Regions from separate parts of the Mus musculus genome. Here region 2 is linked to region 1. The links are chromatin contacts, called in public Micro-C maps. All regions are on one chromosome and are shown on one strand. The core of a region is the stretch at or near the end of the contact, and the rest is flanking DNA. Distances in the headings are between cores, read along the strand shown.

What was found. Hi-C and Micro-C count contacts between places; a contact is called where the count stands out from the background.
Region 2: a contact with region 1 is called in a Micro-C map of the G1E-ER4 cell line, with 4 times the contacts expected there. The contact joins two enhancer-like sites. A contact is called at or near these places in 2 of 484 Hi-C or Micro-C datasets (both in the G1E-ER4 cell line).

Annotation. Positions count from the first base shown.
Region 1 is chr13:95,388,631-95,393,636 of GRCm38.p6, reverse strand. No RefSeq gene overlaps it. Among named protein-coding and RNA genes, the nearest start is that of Aggf1, 16 kb to the right of the region's middle. Within about 2 kb of position 2,981, at least 21 of the 459 cell types and tissues checked have an H3K27ac peak or open chromatin away from gene starts, as enhancers often do. A contact at or near this core is called in the G1E-ER4 cell line, where this site is marked.
Region 2 is chr13:95,965,398-95,970,403 of GRCm38.p6, reverse strand. The region is part of intron 12 of Sv2c (synaptic vesicle glycoprotein 2c); the gene reads left to right. Among named protein-coding and RNA genes, the nearest start is that of Gm24032, 71 kb to the right of the region's middle. Within about 2 kb of position 2,168, at least 15 of the 459 cell types and tissues checked have an H3K27ac peak or open chromatin away from gene starts, as enhancers often do. A contact at or near this core is called in the G1E-ER4 cell line, where this site is marked.

The DNA.
Region 1 (5,006 bases), core at 1,732-4,231:
TGACAGAGATTCCACCTTGACCCGCTTAGCTGCTTCTTATCACTGTGGCTTTCTCTCACAGTTGCTTCAGCTCAAGCAGCAGCTATAGCTACATGTTTGCTGCTGCCTCTGCCGCTGCTGCCACCCACCACCCACCACCCCCGCTGCAGCAGCTGCCACCACCGCCTCCACTGCTACTGTTAACCATTGATACCATGGCTCTGCCTCTTTTGAAGCAGTTACCACATCCCTTTGCTTTAATGCCTCTGCAGCTGGGCTGGCTGCCTTCGTAGTCCATCAGGGCTGAGTGGATGTCTCGCTTCCATGACAACCCTTCTGCCATGGCTAAGTTGTGTAGGTTTCCCTGCTGTCCTTTCCAATTATCATCCCCGTGGTCTCTGGTGCCACTGCTTTTCTTCAGGTTACCAGTTCAACCTGCTCTTCTAAAAGTGAGATGACTCTGACTCTTATTGGACTTGCTTTTGAAGTCCAGAGGGGGCAGTACAGGAAGGAATCTCCCAACCGGTCCACCCAGTGAATAAACATCCCAAGAGAGGGACATTGTACCAACCGTGTCTAACATCAATCATACCTTTGACCTTTTGAACCCGTCACAATGGTCGCCATGCTAGGCAACCTCCAAGGGAATGGATGGATCCTCCTCTGGTCTGGGTGTGAGGAAAATAAACATCTTAAGGAATGTTTGCAATAAGAACTTACTATTTCCATTGGTGTTTGGTTTGTTTGCTTGTTTGTTTTTTGGTTTTTCAGGACAAGGTTTCTCTGTATAGCCCTGGCTATCTTGGAACTCACTCTGTAAACCAGGCTGGCCTCGAACTCAGAAATCTGCCTGCCTCTGCATCCCAAGTGCTGGGATTAAAGGCGTGTGCCACCACCGCGCACGGACAGTTCTCTCTTTCTATCATGTGGAGCTGAGGGATCAAACTCAGGTCACCAGTCTTGTTGGCAAGGGCCTTTACCCATCATACTGTGCTGTCTTACCAGTCCTAAGAGCATTCATAATAATGCCGACTTCTTGACCATATCCCAGTGGTGGTGGTGGGAACTGGTTCCTTCATCTTTCTCAATCCTTCAGTATAAAACTCCAGACGTAATTTGTGTTTGGATTAAATGTGCTATGGCTAAGCTTACACCCTGTCACACTTGTGAATGTGTGTGTGTGTGTGTGTGTGTGTGAGTGTGTGTGTATGCATGTGAGTGTGTGTGTGTGTGAGTGTGTGTGTGTGTGAGTGTGTGTTACTGAGGATCAAATGCAGGGCCCCAGGCATGTGGCCACTGAGCCCCTTCCTAGCTTATGAAGGTCATCGACACGTTTACACATTTTATTCTCTGAGACAAACATCTTTTAGGCTTAGACTTCTCAAATCTACTTTTAATAAGGGTACTTAAATGCTTTAACCTCCCTTCTAGCCCACCACCCACCAGAGGTAGTGGAAAGGCAAGGTTAATCGGGCAAAGGAGGATGTGGCCCTGTTTAGAAATAGTTCTTTGGAGCAAATCCAATCTGTGTTGTGAGGATAGCAGCAGCAGCACGATCCGCCCACAAACACCATTCATGAATGAATCAGCAAAGGTAGGTCAACCCAGAGAAACCCCAAGACTGCCAATTGGCCAATTGACTTAAGAGTCCTTGGAGGTCGCAAGAAGCCACTGGAACACCCCCAGAAGTTTTTTGGTGTGTTTCTCTCTATGAAGTCACAATAAACAGTGACCAGCAAAGAGTGGCAAGGCGTACCAGTTCCATCCAGCATCACGCACTGTCCACTGGGCTATATTTCTATCCTCTCTAATGTCACATGTTCTCTCAAGCATCCGCTCCAGCAAAACATCACAAGCCCTTTTTCCAGGCTGCCTCCAGAAAAACACCACGTGACTGTTCTCAATAAAACACCCTCTCACGTGTCTGCTTTAGCGAAATCCTCCTCCTCCTAAGACAGTGTCCAGAAAAACATCACATGACACAATGGAATCTCCAAAGAAACCAGAAACATCTTCTGTTTGTCACTGACAATTCTCTCCTGAAAGGGAGTCCAAGGGCCTAGAAGGCTTGCCTTGATCACGTGACAGCTTTGAGAGCCACGAAATTCTGAACCTTTTGATTCCATGCAGTGAATGAATCCTATCGTGATTTGATGCAAGCGGTGCTTTTCAATCTTCTTAGAGATTATTTGTATCCTATAGCATCCTTGTAAGTGCGTGGCCAAGACCAATGGATGCTGTGTGAACCAGAAAGTGATGTCTCTGACTTGCGTTTCCTTTATTTTCAGGCTGATTATATGTTTCTGAGGATTTTAGAGAAAAGCATTAGTGTAGGTGTTTGTGATGAGACTCACAGCTTCATAATGACAGTCTGATGCGCTGTTTTCCCTGAATGCGACCATGATCTAGGCTGAGTTGCAGGCTGGTGACCCCGTGGCACGGTAGCTTTTATGTGAGGTCACTGGGAAGACAATGAATCTAAAACATTATCAAATGGGGCCAGGACCGTGTAGCCTATAGAGCAGTGGTTCTCAATCTGTGGGTCGTGACTCCTTTGGCAAAGCTCCATCTCTAAAACCATTTACATTACAGTCTACAACAGTAGCAAGTTACAAATATGAAGTATCAACAACAACAACAACAAAAAATCTATGGCTGGGGTGGGGGGAATCCCTGTATAAAGGGTAGTCGCAGCATTAGGAAGGCGAGAAGCACTGTTCTAGAGTGTAGTAGCCCTAGTAAGAAAACCATGGAAATGACTTACTTGGCTCTCCTCCTAGCATTCATCCTCCTACCATGAATAAAGTTTCCTGAGACTGCAGGGTGGAAAGGAACTTGTGGCTCTCTGTTGAACACTGGCTTACAACAAGTTTATAGGACGTCAAGACAGTGTGGACTGGCTGTTATGACTGTTATGTCTGGCTCAGTTGGTCGATTCTTTCTACCATGTGGTATCTAACTCTGGCCGCCAGGGTAAGCAGCAGGCGGGCACCTTTACCTGGTGAAACAGCCTTCTTTGTCTTCACTCTTTTGTGGGGTGCATTTCAGAACAGGGCCCTTCTTAGCGTTCTCTAGCGCTTCCTACAGCTTTACCACTGATAATAAATACGGAAACCACGGACGTTCCTTTCCTTGACTGTGTCACTGCGGTCACACAGTCAAGAATTTCTTCAGACCCTTAAAAGCATTTTTTTTTTCCTTAAAGGTAATACTGGATTTCTGAAAGCAAACAGACTGCAGTGCTGGGGGAATGCGGCTCAGGCTCCCAGAAGCACTTATGTTTGAGAAGCCTGCCACCTGCTGGACACGTGAGGAAGTAGCATGGCGGAGAACAAAGTTCTCCAAATGCTCCTTGTTGAAAATCTAAGGCAAGCAATGCCTCAACTGTCACCCCAGCTTTGGGGAGCAAAATGAATAAGTAAGACTTTGTGAAACGATTTCCATGGCAGTCTCGTATATTTCTAATATAGACAGATTTTGTTAACTTAAAAATTCGTGTGTGGGGGTGGGGAGTCTCGAAGTGTCGCTCAGTTGTTAGGGTGTTTGCCCAGTATGCACGGAGCCCTGGGTTTGAACCCCAGTACTGCATAAACCTACACGGTAGAACATACCTTCAATTTCAGTACTCGTGAGGTCGATGCATGAAGAGTAGAAGTTCAAATGGAGTGGGGGCAGGGGATCGAAAGTTCAAAGACGTTCTTGGATCCTTGGTTACATAAGGTCTACTAAGGCCAGCCTGGGACATGTGACACCTAGACTCAAAAACAAAACAAAACAAAACAAAACAAAACAAAACAAAACAAAACAACAAAACACCAAAGCAAAAAGCTTTAAGGACCCGAAGAGACACTGGCAAAAGCAATAATAATGATAAATACAGTGTGCAGTGTCCTGCTGTGTGCAGAACTCTTGATCTCTACTTTTTTGCAACACTCAGTACCACCCCAGGCATATTTTGTGCACCAGAACCTTCATGCTACAGAGTGCATCAAAGGAGGGGAGGGCTCTGCGACCCTCTCCTCACCCTCCAATCACTCTCAGCCCTGGAGTCACAGAGATAGGTATCATCATGGATACCTTTATCCCCACCAACTGCACGGCTGATAAGACGAGAGATAGTAGCCAAGTAGTGGTATCTGGAGTGGATTAATTCTGGAAAATTTGAAACTGACTTGAAAGACATAGGGACACACTAGTGACTTGACTGTCGGTTATTTGGTTCAGGAGACCGGGTGGAGCTTGGGATAAGGACAAAAAGAACACTCTGAATTTCATTAAAGCCAGAAACTTACAGCCTCGGGATGTGGAGAGCAAGTACCTCTCCTACGTTTGACACATATGAGTCATTTGAAATCAGTTTCTGTCTGAATTAGCTAGGTGCCTGGCACTGGACCAACAGAGTTTCCATGGAAAGGATGACAAAAGTTTTGCTGAGGTCATTTTTGATACACGATTGACCTGCTGATTGTGTCCCGTATTGTGTTCGGCTCTGGAGAGACAATTATAAAATAGGTCTCTGCTCCTCACGGTGTCTCCGTATGGAGTGAGACACTCGCGGTTAATATGTGAGATAACTTTAGAGAGTCGTGGAGCAAGAGGCCGTTCCCGTATGGGAACATTAGAGTCACTTCTAGACATTTCACACAAGGAGAGTGGGTTAAATCCATACTATGGGGAAGAGAGGGGATGGGACGGGGAGTACAGGAAACCAGATGTCCCTCTAGGTGCTGGAGACAGCGTCAGATCTACTCTCCCCAATGCTGTTCTTCAATGATGTCTGTGTGGACCATTTATCTTTATTCAACCCCCTAACTATCCCATCTCCAAGTCACGCACGTGTACCTATCACTAGAAAGGGAAATGGGAAAGGATATCAGGGCACAGACCTTCCAAGCTGCTAGAAAACATCTGCATAGTTGTCCATGTCTACAGATGAGTTCCGAATGGTGGCTCTTTTTGTCAGAATGGGGATAGCGAGAGACAAAGTGTGGTATAATGTCCTGAATGTGACACAGACGGTGAGAGAC
Region 2 (5,006 bases), core at 919-3,418, 580 kb before region 1:
CATTTACTGAGTACCCCAGGCATCCTTATGCCTCTGCGGAGGACTCAGGACTCGCGGTGAGCAGCTGCAAGGACTGCGCAGCCCCTGCAGATGTAGCCAGCCTTTGGGAGGCTAACTTCAGGCCAGCAGATGCCCCGGATTGCAGCAGGCAAGTGTCTGAGAGAATCGGTGTGGGCAGAAGCCTCAAGGAAGGAACCCTGAGGAGCCAGGAGAGAGGAGACGATCGTTAGGGAGAAGCTGATGGTCAGGGAGAAGCTGATGGTTAGGGAGAAGCTGATGGTTAGGGAGAAGCTGATGGTACTTGGTAAAATAACTAGATAGGACATGTGAAAAGCAGGCTGAACAGGAGCAGGAGCCATCTTGGTGGCTCGTGACTTGGAGTCTTCATGCTCTGAAACTGTGGCAGAATTGTTATTGGTTAGTCTGGGCTACACAGAGACTGTGTCTAAAACAAAACAAAGCACCACCTGAACCAACAGAACCGAAGGTGGAGGTGGGAAGGGTAGGGGTGGTTAGAGTACTGTATATGACTTGTTTCTTCTCAATACAAAAATAACAAACGCAACAATAAAAGCAAACAGAAACAGGAGCACAGCTGGGAGTGGTGGCACATGGCCCTTAATCCCAGCACTCGGAAGGCAGAGGCAGGCAGATCTATGAGTTCCTGACAGCCAGGGCTACACAGAGAAACCCTGTCTTGAAAACAAATGAACAAGCAAAACAAAAACAAACAAAAGAAGCAGGAGCACACTAGGAAGGGTAGCCTCCTCTCATCATTGTTCTCTTTCCTCCTCCCTCCTCCCTTCGCCCCCCTCCTCTCACCCATCTCATAGCCGCAGCATATCTTGCAGCTGCCAGTCACCACCAGGCAGCATCCTCACCATTTTTCCTGGCTGCTCCATCCTGCCCAACGTTCCCTAATGAACACAAAGTCTGTTATGTATTTGAGTGTTAATTGCAGTATCATAGATGTTAACCTAAGCTTGGAAGCCTCACTAGCCAAGGGTGCAGTTAGAGAAATGGTGGTTACATACTAAATGAAACAGTCAAACACAAACAACATGACACAAAGCCTTATGTGAGTGATTTAAGAAAAGAAAGCAAGAAAGAAAGAAAGAAAAGAAAAGAAAAGAAAAGAAAAGAAAAGAAAAGAAAAGAAAAGAAAAGAAAAGAAAAGAAAAAGAAAAATTGTATAAAAGCTCTGCTTGTGATAATTTGCATGACTGGAAACAGGCAGAAAGGATTCGGAGAGAAAATGATGTGTTGGCAGAGGGGAAATGCGTGTTTTCTTTTGTTATTTCCTCTGGTGTTTAACAGTACACCCAAGTCAACTTTTAAAAAGCACCCCTCCCTGGGAAGATAACAACGTCCTCACTCCTGGGCATACCTTGCAGTCCCTTAGGACTTCTGAAAAATACCAATGCCTAGACCCCTAGAGAGCAATAAAATCAGAACTGTGCATGTGTGCGGGGCCGTGGGTGTTAGGGAAAGAGGTGGGTGGGAGAGAACCGGGGTCCCGCCAGAGTTCCAGTGCTCTGGGCAGGCGGACTCGGGAGGACTGGCAGACGCTTTCCACACAGCCCTGGGTGGGCATCTGGCTGTGTAAAGCCACTGACACCACACGGCAGGTGGTGGACAAGGGACAGCCCCAGGTACCAGGTTCTCAGTCTCTAGCATCCCACATTGGATACAGAGGAGGAGTTGAGAACAGAATAGGGGCCCTGGGGCAGCACTCGCCCCAGAGATAAGGGAAGAAGGCAGGGGGAGAAGGGGCTTAAACGAGAGTCCTTGGTCCTGTCAGTGGCTGCAGCTCAGGAAGGCCTTCCGGTGTGAGGTCAGACGTGGCTTGTTAGGAGAAAGCCTACCCCATCATTCAAGCACAGTAGGCATTCATGATCAGAGACAGTTTATGGTTTTAGAGCTTTATTGTAGAAAGACAGGGGAAAAGGAGGGAAGGTAGAAAGAGAGAGGGAGGGGCCAGTCATGGCCATGAGGGGAGAAGGGGAAGAGAGAGAAGAAAGGCTAGAGAGTAAGAGAGGTAAAAGCTTAGAGAGAGAGAGAGAGGTGGGAAGGGAAAGGAAGAAAGAAGGAGAGCTAGAGAGTGAGGAGGGACCAAGCAGCCTCTCTTGTAGTGGGTTGCTATCTTGTTGTTGCTAGGTAACTGTGGGGAGGAGTCTAGCCAGCATGCCAGAAGCTTGAGACATTGTCTATGTGACTGCTAGCCACATGCCTTCTCTTGTGGGGGACTGTGGGGATGGTAACTTTGACAGGAGCCAGGGGTCCAGGAGACATGATCAAACGCCTTCTGTCCCATGTAGGTGGAAATTACCACCCACCGGGTCCCATGGGGTTCAAGACCTAAACTTCAGACCAGGCTGTCTGTGCATAGTCCCTTACCCTTTGCCATTGTTATAGGACATTACTATTTGCATTTTGTCTCGGGGTTTTGCTTTCAAACATCACTCATGTAGCTCAGGCTGGTCCTATATGTGTTATGTAGCCCAGGCTGTCCCAATCTTGCAGTTCTTCTGCCGCTGTCTCCCACGTGCTGGGTTTATAAGCGTACGCCACTGTATCCAGGAGGCAATGCTCTTTGAAAAGCTACAAGGTTGGATGGTATGTAGCAGGGGAGTGTTTGTACCTGCCCACATACCTTAGATCAACCAGCTTGCCATCCTAACCCTAAATTGACAACAGCTATGCACAAAGGCAGGAAACATGCACTCGGAGCTGGAGAGAGATAGCCCATTTGGCATTAAAGAAGTCTTTATGGGTGTGATAAGGTGGACTGAGTGGGAACCAACCGTGACATAAGACAAATGAATAGTGTGAGAGACAGAGTACCTGTCCCTATGTTATCCTTCAGCAGGTAATTTCCAGCTGTCCCAACAAGGCTGGTCCTGTCCTTGTGTATCCCTTCTGAGACATCTTCCCCGACTGTACCCACGCCAAGAAAGACAGCCTTTAGCTCTGTAGCCAGTGCAGCATAGGGCAGCGCTCAGCACATCTGAGATGCTCGGTTGCTCCATGCCTGGCGCGATGGTGCACACCTGCAATCTCAGCACTCGAAAAGTGGAAGCAGGAAGCTGGAGAGTTCAAGACGAGTCTGGCGCATAAGCAAATGAAATATAAAAAGTACTTAATGAGTGATCATTAAATGGATATAAATAAGTGCATAGGTAAATCTGTTCCAAGGAGTGCAAATAAGATCAATTTGCTTAACAAGCACTCGAGGGCTTCCAGGCCAGTTAGCATCATGGTTTGTGAAATCAAGCAGGTTCCGTGTCAAAACAGCTCGGAGTTGACCTGAGAAACCAGCCTTTGTTCACAGAATTGTTTCTGAGGCGAATGAAACTCGTGTGTTTCAAATCACCGGTTTCCAGATGAATGTTTACAGTGCAGTGTAGCCTCCATTTAAGCACAGCCTGTACTTTTCCAAGTGCCCCATGCTGAGTCTTGAGGATTCTTTTTATAACTTCTATGGATCACTTGACTATGCTGACTGGAAAAATGCTCCTTCCAGAAGCTCAGCTTAGAGAAGGCTTTCCTTTTTTCTTTTTTTTTTTTTCAGCAGGTGACATCTGTGAAAGGAGTCTGAACTCTGCTATCCCAGGCCTCTACAAAGTGCAGCAATTATTTTTCCCCTAGTGATTTCATTAGTAGGCGGGGCAGGGACTTAGCATGCTAAAGGAAGAGCTAGTCATCGTGCTTGACACATGCCAGCCATGACCCTAACTCCTGATGGTCTTCCTCTTCTTCATCCAAAACTCAGGCACCACTCAGCAACAAGGTACAAAGGAAGAAGCTGTTGGGCAACCCCGGTCTCCCTCCATCCACAACGGAGACAGCAGCTGTCTTTTCCCAGCCTCCATTAAAATGCAGAATGGGGCTGGAGAGATGGCTCGGCAGTTAGGAGCACTGACTGCTCTTTCAGAGGACCCGGGTTCAATTCCAGTGCCCAACAAGCACCTCACGTGGTCTATAACTCTAGTTCCAAAGGATCAGATGCCCTCTTCTGGCTTCCTTGGACACTGCATACAAGTGATACACAGATAATACATGCAGGCAAAATACACATACATTAAAAAAATAGTAAAATAAAATGTAATTAATTGAATCCTAAAGCAATCTAACTAAAACCTAGAACCCACTAAATTGTGAAATCCTCCAAAGAACCAGTCACGTTTCCGCCTGGGGAAGGGGATACAGTAGAGTTTATGGAACAAGGACAGAATGAGGCATGGGGAGTATAAGGAAAGGATTTACGTGTTATATGTGTGTAAGCAATAGTAGAGAACAAAGTCTGCCTGGAAGAAGCAAAAGGAGTGGAGATATTTTGAGATATATCGAGAGAGAGCGCCATTTCTATCTCCTTTTTGACAAAGCCTGGGCAAAAGGCGGTAGGAAAATATCTCAGTGTGAAAAAGAACACAGGGCCCAGCCTGCTGCTGAGAAATCAAGCAGAGACTGCCCTCAAGGGGCATGGAAGCATCCGGTGGAAGCATGAGGTGACCTGCAGAAGTTAATCTCTTGCTTTAAGGAAAAGCAGAGATAAACTGAGTAAAAGCTTGACTTCAGAGAAAGCAGATAGCCCCTAGGGAGACTTGCTTGGGAAATGGTTTCTGTAACACAGCTGGGCCTCGGAGGCACTGAACATCACACTCTCCAGCTGCGGATATTTGAAGGAATAATTCAAGTGCTGAGAGAAGGGCAGGCACGATTTCTTGAATGCTGACGCTAGATTTCATTTGAAGTACTGCTTCAGCTGGGGAGACGAAGACAGTATCAAGAAATAAGAAGCCTTTCTTTCAGAATCCTTGGGTACCAGATGCTCCCAAAGCCATCCCTGCCACCCAGACATCTCCAGTCGTCCCGTCCCCAGCTCCAGGTCCAGTGGTGTGAGGAGATATCTCTCCAGATTTTATACCCTGTTCTGGGTCACAGCAGAGGGTCGTGCCTTGGTAACATCTGGCTACTCTCGCCCAGATGTTTATCCTATAAGGGGC